Regions from separate parts of the Sus scrofa genome. Here region 1 is linked to region 2. A link is a contact called in public HiChIP or PLAC-seq data. All regions are on one chromosome and are shown on one strand. The core of a region is the stretch at or near the end of the contact, and the rest is flanking DNA. Distances in the headings are between cores, read along the strand shown.

Evidence for each region. HiChIP or PLAC-seq counts read pairs in DNA pulled down with a chosen protein or histone mark.
Region 1: a contact with region 2 is called in an H3K27ac HiChIP or PLAC-seq map of alveolar macrophages. The contact joins the promoter of HIST1H3E here to the promoter of HFE in region 2. A contact is called at or near these places in 2 of 5 promoter capture datasets (fetal liver and liver), 5 of 47 Hi-C or Micro-C datasets (embryonic fibroblasts, epiblast stem cells, fetal heart ventricle and 2 more) and 2 of 2 datasets of contacts at active chromatin or transcription factors (alveolar macrophages and skeletal muscle).

The regions. Positions count from the first base shown.
Region 1 is chr7:20,853,005-20,856,449 of Sscrofa11.1, reverse strand. HIST1H3E (histone cluster 1, H3e) reads left to right here and starts at 1,278. Exons shown (of 1, transcript NM_001287416.1): 1 at 1,278-2,505. The coding sequence starts at 1,281. The coding sequence ends at 1,691. It also overlaps the pseudogene LOC110261484.
Region 2 is chr7:20,756,959-20,760,631 of Sscrofa11.1, reverse strand. HFE (hereditary hemochromatosis protein) reads right to left here and starts at 2,028. Exons shown (of 5, transcript XM_021098424.1): 1 at 1,589-2,028. The coding sequence starts at 1,664.

The sequences.
Region 1 (3,445 bases), core at 29-2,528, 97 kb before region 2:
TTTCTGGGAAGACAGTTGTCTTCTCTTATAAAACCTCTCACATAGTTGGCTTTGACATCTTCCAGGAGGAGGAATTCAGAGATTGAGGCCTCCTGCGACTGGGTTTTCACTTGGATGGGGGCCAGCGAGCGAAAGAAACAATAGGTCTAACCAGAGTGGGGTGTAATTACCTCCAGAAATTTTTTACTGTTAACTCAGCCCAGAATTTATGGGAGTCATAGAAGTGGATTCCTTAAAAATAATATAGAATAGTAGTAGTTTCCAAAAGGTACTGTTTTTCCTTTCCTCTTTCCCTCCCTTTTTAAACATGGCTCCAAAGAATCCTCAGCTTTGTGATGAGACCACAAGATATATAGGTGTAAATTCTTTTGCTTTTATAAACTCTAAAACCTTTTATTTTTAAAATGTAATGTATGTTAACCTTCTGGATTCCTGCCTCCTCCTGTGGTCACAGCTCTCACTCCAATCCAGAAGACTGACACTAGCACATGACGGCTTTGAAGGCAGTGCAAAGGCCCATTCAGTGACTGTTAAGGGCAAGTCTTTTAAGTCTTATGCGGAAGGCACAGGAGGGTGTGTTCAGGGTTTGGTGATGACAATAAGTGTTTGGGCTTTTTTCCAAATTCTGCTTTCATATAATCTCTGGACTCCTAAACTGATGGTTCTCAATCCTGTCAGATCCAACACGCTTTTTCCATAACAAATGCAGTAATGCTCTCCTTTACCATCCTGAAATGAATGCCATAAATAATAACCTACACTTTTATACTTAACTGTAGCATAAAAGGGGAGGAATAAAATGAAAGTACTGAAAAAAATAAGAGTAAAAAGAGAAATCAAAAAGTCGAGTTGAAATTAGCCTCACTAAACTTGAATGAGGGTATTAAAAATCACTTGGCCAATCACATCCCAAATGCGCCTTTTCAAAAAGTTGATCAAAAGAAAGCCAGTATCAGGTGCCAAAATTTAAAATTTGTTTTCCGCAAAAAAGACACAGTATTGTAATAGTCTGAGTTGGTTCTGCGAGGAACAGCCAAAGAACATTGAAAAAAAAAAAAAAAAAAAAGGCATTGAAGAGATAGAGGCGAGCAAGGGTTGAAACAGCCATTCAAAGAGAGTTTCCTGTGATCAGGGAGTGAACCTCACTACCAATACCTTCACTGCGAGCCCTAAGGAACAAATGTCTTGTCCAATCAGAACGGGACTCTCTTTATATATACTAGGAGAAGGGGGACAGGTTCGCATTTTTCCACCAGCTAGCTGCCTTTCGGACGTCTGTTATGGCTCGTACCAAGCAGACCGCTCGCAAGTCCACCGGCGGCAAGGCGCCGCGCAAGCAGCTGGCCACCAAGGCGGCCCGCAAGAGCGCGCCCGCCACCGGCGGCGTGAAGAAGCCGCACCGCTACCGGCCCGGCACGGTGGCCCTGCGCGAGATCCGGCGCTACCAGAAGTCCACGGAGCTGCTGATCCGCAAGCTGCCGTTCCAGCGGCTGGTGCGCGAGATCGCGCAGGACTTCAAGACGGACCTGCGCTTCCAGAGCTCGGCCGTGATGGCGCTGCAGGAGGCGTGCGAGGCCTACCTGGTGGGGCTCTTCGAGGACACCAACCTGTGCGCCATCCACGCCAAGCGCGTCACCATCATGCCCAAGGACATCCAGCTGGCTCGCCGCATCCGCGGGGAGAGGGCGTAAAATGGCTCTTCTCGACTAAATGCCAACTTAAACCCAAAGGCTCTTTTCAGAGCCAACCATTTTTTCTACGAAAAATTGCTGTGTACTTCGGTCTAGTTACTCGGGGAAGAATATAGAAATGTACCCCTCCACCGCCGCCCCGCCCCGCCGTGTCCCTCTACAGGCTTTTTAAGAGCCTTTAAGGTCCTCCGCCAGTCTTTCGGTTCCCTTTTTCGAGGCTGCATTTTCTGGCTTGCCTGCTTTTAGGGTTGGCTAGCTTGGGGTTATGAACTTTGGTTTTGCTGGACCCTTGGCCACCTAATACGGTTTGGCTATCTTTATCTTTTGGGGGCTATTGGGCACCTTCTTGGCCACGTAGCCGCTACTTGTTTCTCTGCCCTCTGGAGGCTTAGCGGATTTTGGGGTGGGGGGAGAGGGTGCTGCTTGCGCCCGTCTTAGCTTTGGGCTTGCTTTCCCCTGTGGCCGCCTGGTTGAGTTTGAAAGCCTGAGGCGCCAATGCCCTTGGTCTGCACCAAGGTGCCCTTACTCACCAGGCTCTGGAGACCGAGCTTGATGCGGCTGTTCTCAAAGTCTCGTCAGCTGCTGCCAGCGCCTTGAGGTCAGCCAGGGACACGCCGCTGCTGCGCTCTTTGGAGGCGGATACAGCCTTGGTGTTAAGCTCCGACAGGGGGGCCTGGAAGTTTTGTGGCGCCAGCGGGCTTGCGGGGCTTTTTCTTCACAGGAGTCTTTTATGGAGAAGGAGCTGGAGGGGCGGCAGACACAGGTTCCGACATGATTGTTGGCTTGAATAACTAACAGTACAGAAAAGAAAAAATAAAAAATAAATGAAGTGTTAAGAGTTGAGCAGCCAGGCGCGCGCGCGTACGCACGCACGCGCACACACAGACACACACACACACTCACAGACACACACAGCGTGCTGATTGGTTCCCAGATGTCTTCCTGCTTGACAACAGCCTAGTCTGAGCTCTGTCCTGGAACTGTGTTTCTTAAAATTCAGGAAAGCAAACAATGACACCAATTGTATTCTACAATGAACTGAGACGGCTCAAGCTTTGAGACCATTACAGTTTCTTCCTCCGGTTTTTGTCACGCTGGTCTCGACCTTTTTCAAAGGCCCCTCATCTTTCTAGAGATTCACAGGTCAGAGAGACAGCTTAGAGATTTTCATTTAAAATATGAATTCTCCCCTTTGTGTCTTCAGTAGCTTGCTCTCTGGTGACATTCTATACCCACTTGGCTTTTCATATGTTAACGGCTGCTTGGTTCTCATAGATATTTACCCAGAAAGTCTGTTTTATGCGAGGTGATATAATACAGCTCCACAGAGGGAACTCCTAAACACTTTAAATTAAAAAGAATTTGGAATTCCCTTGTGGCCTGGTGCTTTTAGGTGAATTTCACTACTGTGCACCCAGCTACTGCCAGGTTCAATTCCTGGTCTGAGAACTCAGATCCCACATCAGGCTGCTGTATGCTGGGGCCAAAAAAAAAAAAAAGCAAAAGCAAACAAACAAGCAAAACAAAACTTCGCATGGGTGAGGTGAGATCAGAAATAGAAGGTTCTATTAACAACCGCATAATTCTTTATTAACTTGCACCGAATTTTTCAATTCTTCTTTTCCTTTCCTCGATTCACCAAATTCAGTCTGTCATTAAGTTCAGTGAATTCTTCCTAAATTCATCTTTCCTTTTTTATTTCCCCCATCATGGTTGCAATTCTGGCTCTTCTATTCTTTTCTAGACCGATGTTT
Region 2 (3,673 bases), core at 779-3,278:
GTCCTGGAAGCGCTGCTCCCAGTCAGCATCACCCTTATTTCCTCCAGATCCCTGCTCCGAAGCCAGCCAGGGAGAGTGGCCTGCCCCACCTGCCTGCTTCACAGGTCTTCAGGGCACCCACTGCTACCTGATGCTCTATATCCTTTTGTTCCTTTGTGTATTGTCATCCCCTCCTTGCAAGCAAAACATCAGAGGACTCAGCTTCCTGCTCACTCCCCTGGATCCAGAAGATCACAGCGCATGGGTGATGCTTCTTCTTTGCTGGTGACTAGTGAATATTTCTGTTCATCAAATTGTACAATTCAACCTCTAAGGTAGTGTGTCTTTTAAGAATCACAGTTATGAAGTGGCCTCAAAGGCCAGAGTGACATTGAACAAAGTTACCGGTAAGCAGGTCTTATCTCATCCTAGTCATCTATAAAGTGTGGACACACATACTGCCTACCCTCCAAATGTGGTGCTGAGGCTACACAGTGTGTAAAGCATCCGGAGCCTTGCCAGACAACAGAGCAAACTCTGCCAGCTAAGGTTACAACCAGTGCTAATACTTCATTAACATCAGAAAAAGAGCCTGCTTACAGAATTTTTGTTACCTGGGCAAAGGATTTAACTTGAGGTCATTAGTGGTAAAATCAACACGTTAATAGCGCCAATCTCCCAAATGCAAAGTCAAGTCAAACAAGATCACTGACATGAAGGTGATTTAAAACTGAGGCATTCCCTACATGTTAATTGCCATCACTTTGGCATCTTTTAGTAAAGGCTGCCTAATTATCCAATACTGTTAACAGTGCAACTCAACAACCCCTTGGATGAAAAGGGGAACTGTTAGATTCAGTTCAAAAAGTTCAAAAATAACCGAGATGTCATTTTTCCAGGCAAACGAAGAATCAATCGCCAAGATTAAGGCTCTGGGCAATCTCCCTCCATAGCCTCCTACCTACCCCGCGGTGGCCTCCGCCCCTGGTCTCAGCAGAAGGGGTGGGGTCGGGGTAGGATTCAGATCCCCCCACAAGCCGCCACACACCCCCACTTGCCAGCACCAGTGTTTCTGAAGTGGAAAACCGGCTGTTTCTGCCGTGCGTCCTGTCAGCGCAAAGTCTCCAGCCCTTTGAGCCCGCCCGGGTGTGGAAACACCAAGGGGCGCTCGGGCCAAGGTCGCCCTGGGTGAGAAGAACTTCCTGTTTGGGGATGATCAGAAGGGAAACGACACAACCAACTACAGATACAAGAAAACCGAGACCCGACTCCAAGGACCCCTAATCTTAGCTCGGCCTCCAGCAGAAAAGATTTGCATCTAAAAGCGTCAAGGTCGGGGGAGGGAGTGGGTGGTTCCGAGTGTCACTTCTTAGAGCAGGGACTGCGGGCGGGCCGAGGGTGTGGGGGGAGGCGAGATGCGGGGGGCGAGGGGCCGGCCGGGAACCGCATCTGCACCCCCAGTGGCCGGTGTCCCCTCCGGGGAAAGTTGGGGGAGGGGCCTGCGCACCCGGCTGAGCAGTCGCTCCGAATTCAGCAAATTCCAAAGCCCCAAGAAAAGCTACTTTCGATTTTTCCGCGCCCCTCTCTGGCCCGCAGCCCCCGGACTCACGCGGCGCTCGCTCCTGCGTGGCCACGGTCCGCAGGAGGATCAGGAGCAGAAGCGCCGGCCGGGCTTGTGGGCCCATTTCCCGGCTCGGACCGCGCTTCCAGGTGCTTTTCGGCCGCTTGGCTGGGGCGGGGAAACCGAGGTGGCTCAAGAAGTCACCCTGGAGCCATTGCCAAGGCTGCGGGGATCCCAGATGAAACTTCCTGGGCAGTGAGATCCTTTTCCGGGGCCAGTGGGGAAAAGAAACGGATCGCCTGTACTTGAACTCTCTCTCCTGCAGCTCAGAGTACCTGCTTAGGAAACACTTGTGACCCAACTGTCCCTTTGGTTTTTATTTTTTTAGGCTGCGCCCACGGCATATAGGAATTCCCAGGACAGGGCTCGAACCTACTGCAGGTCAGTATCCAAGCCACTTCACTGCAGTGACAACTGTGGATCCTTAACCCACTGTGCACAAGAGAACTCCTCTCCCTCTACTTTTTATTTTTTATTTATTTTTTATTTATTTATTTTTGTCTTTTCTAGGGCCGCTCCGGCGGCACACGGAGGTTCCCAGGCTAGGGGTCCAATCAGAGCCGCAGCTGCCGGCCTGCGCCAGCCCACAGCAAAGCGGGATCCGAGCCCTGTCTGCGACCCACACCACAGCTTAAGGCAATGCGGGATCCCCAACCCACTGAGCAAGGCCAGGGATCAAACCTGCAACCCCATGGTTCCTAGTCGGACTCGTTAACCACTGAGCCACGACGGGAACTCCTTTAAATGCAGAGATGTTGCTGATTGGGGGAGGTATATTTAATGATTTCCTGATTTAAATATTTAATATCTAAATATTGAATAACTTGAAAATTCATTATGCATTTTCAAAAAGTCTAGGTTCACCTTGCCAATCTTGTTATTCAATTTAGATATATCTATGCATATGCGTATGTCTATATCTATATGTGTGTCTATATCTACACAAAGCCTTTCTCTTCCCTGGAAGAGCTCTTTCCCCTTTCTCCTTTTTGTCATTCCTTTAAACTCTTCCTAAGCAGTGAGCATAGTGACCTTGCTCTTTCATGTTGAACGCTATTGCCTGGTATAAATACTCACTCAATAAATTTGTGTGGATAGAATAAATGAGTGACAAAGTGTTCGAGATTAGATTGTGAAGCCAACTGCAACCCACTTAGAAAGACTTCCTGGCTCTCTATGTTACCAGGAAACCTGGTACACACTTTTTAGGCACTACCTTCAGCAACAAAAGGGAAATAAAAGACATTCTCAGAAATAAAAGGGAAATAAAAAAATGTAGATAGAGAAGGAAAACAACAAGATTTTTTTCGCTAGCAGACTAAAGAAAGTTCTTGAAACAGAAAAGAAAGGAAGAATGAACAATGAAATGACCAGAAATTTGGATAAACACCATAGATTATCTTTCTCATGAGTTCTCTAAATTGTATTTGATGATGGAAATAAAAATTAAACATCATTTGATGTTCAAGACAAAATAGGAGAGATAAAGTGTTCTAGATGGAAATGGACTATCCATGATTCACTCAAGGGGATAAAACCTAGATCTTAGTAGAATATGACACGTCAAATACATTGTAAGACCCAGGGTAACCACTGAGAAAATCATACAAAGCAATTTACTCAAATATAGAATACATAAATCAAGATGGAATTATCTAAAAAAAAAAAAGGTTCAAGTAATTCATAGAAAAGAAAATAAAACAGAGAAACAAAGTAAAACAAAAGAGAAGACAAAAAACAAATACTTAAATGGTAGAAAAAGCCTAACATGTCAAAAATGTAAATGATCTCAATAGCTAAATTAAAAGCAGAGACTGGAAGAGTGGATTAAAAATCCTAGAATCTGAATTTTTTTTCTATCTTCTAACCAAATCTGCATTTGCAATCTTAGGAAATGTCTCTGCCATTTACTTCAGGGCTGAGGCCAAACTATCTTAAGGTACTGTTGGTATCTCTTCTACAAGAATGTAAGTTCTGTGCAAGCTTTTGTCGGATTCATAGGCATAGTTATTGCTATGGATTGAATTGTGCCCTCTTAAAAAAAAAATGCATTGGAGTATAATCCCTAGTACC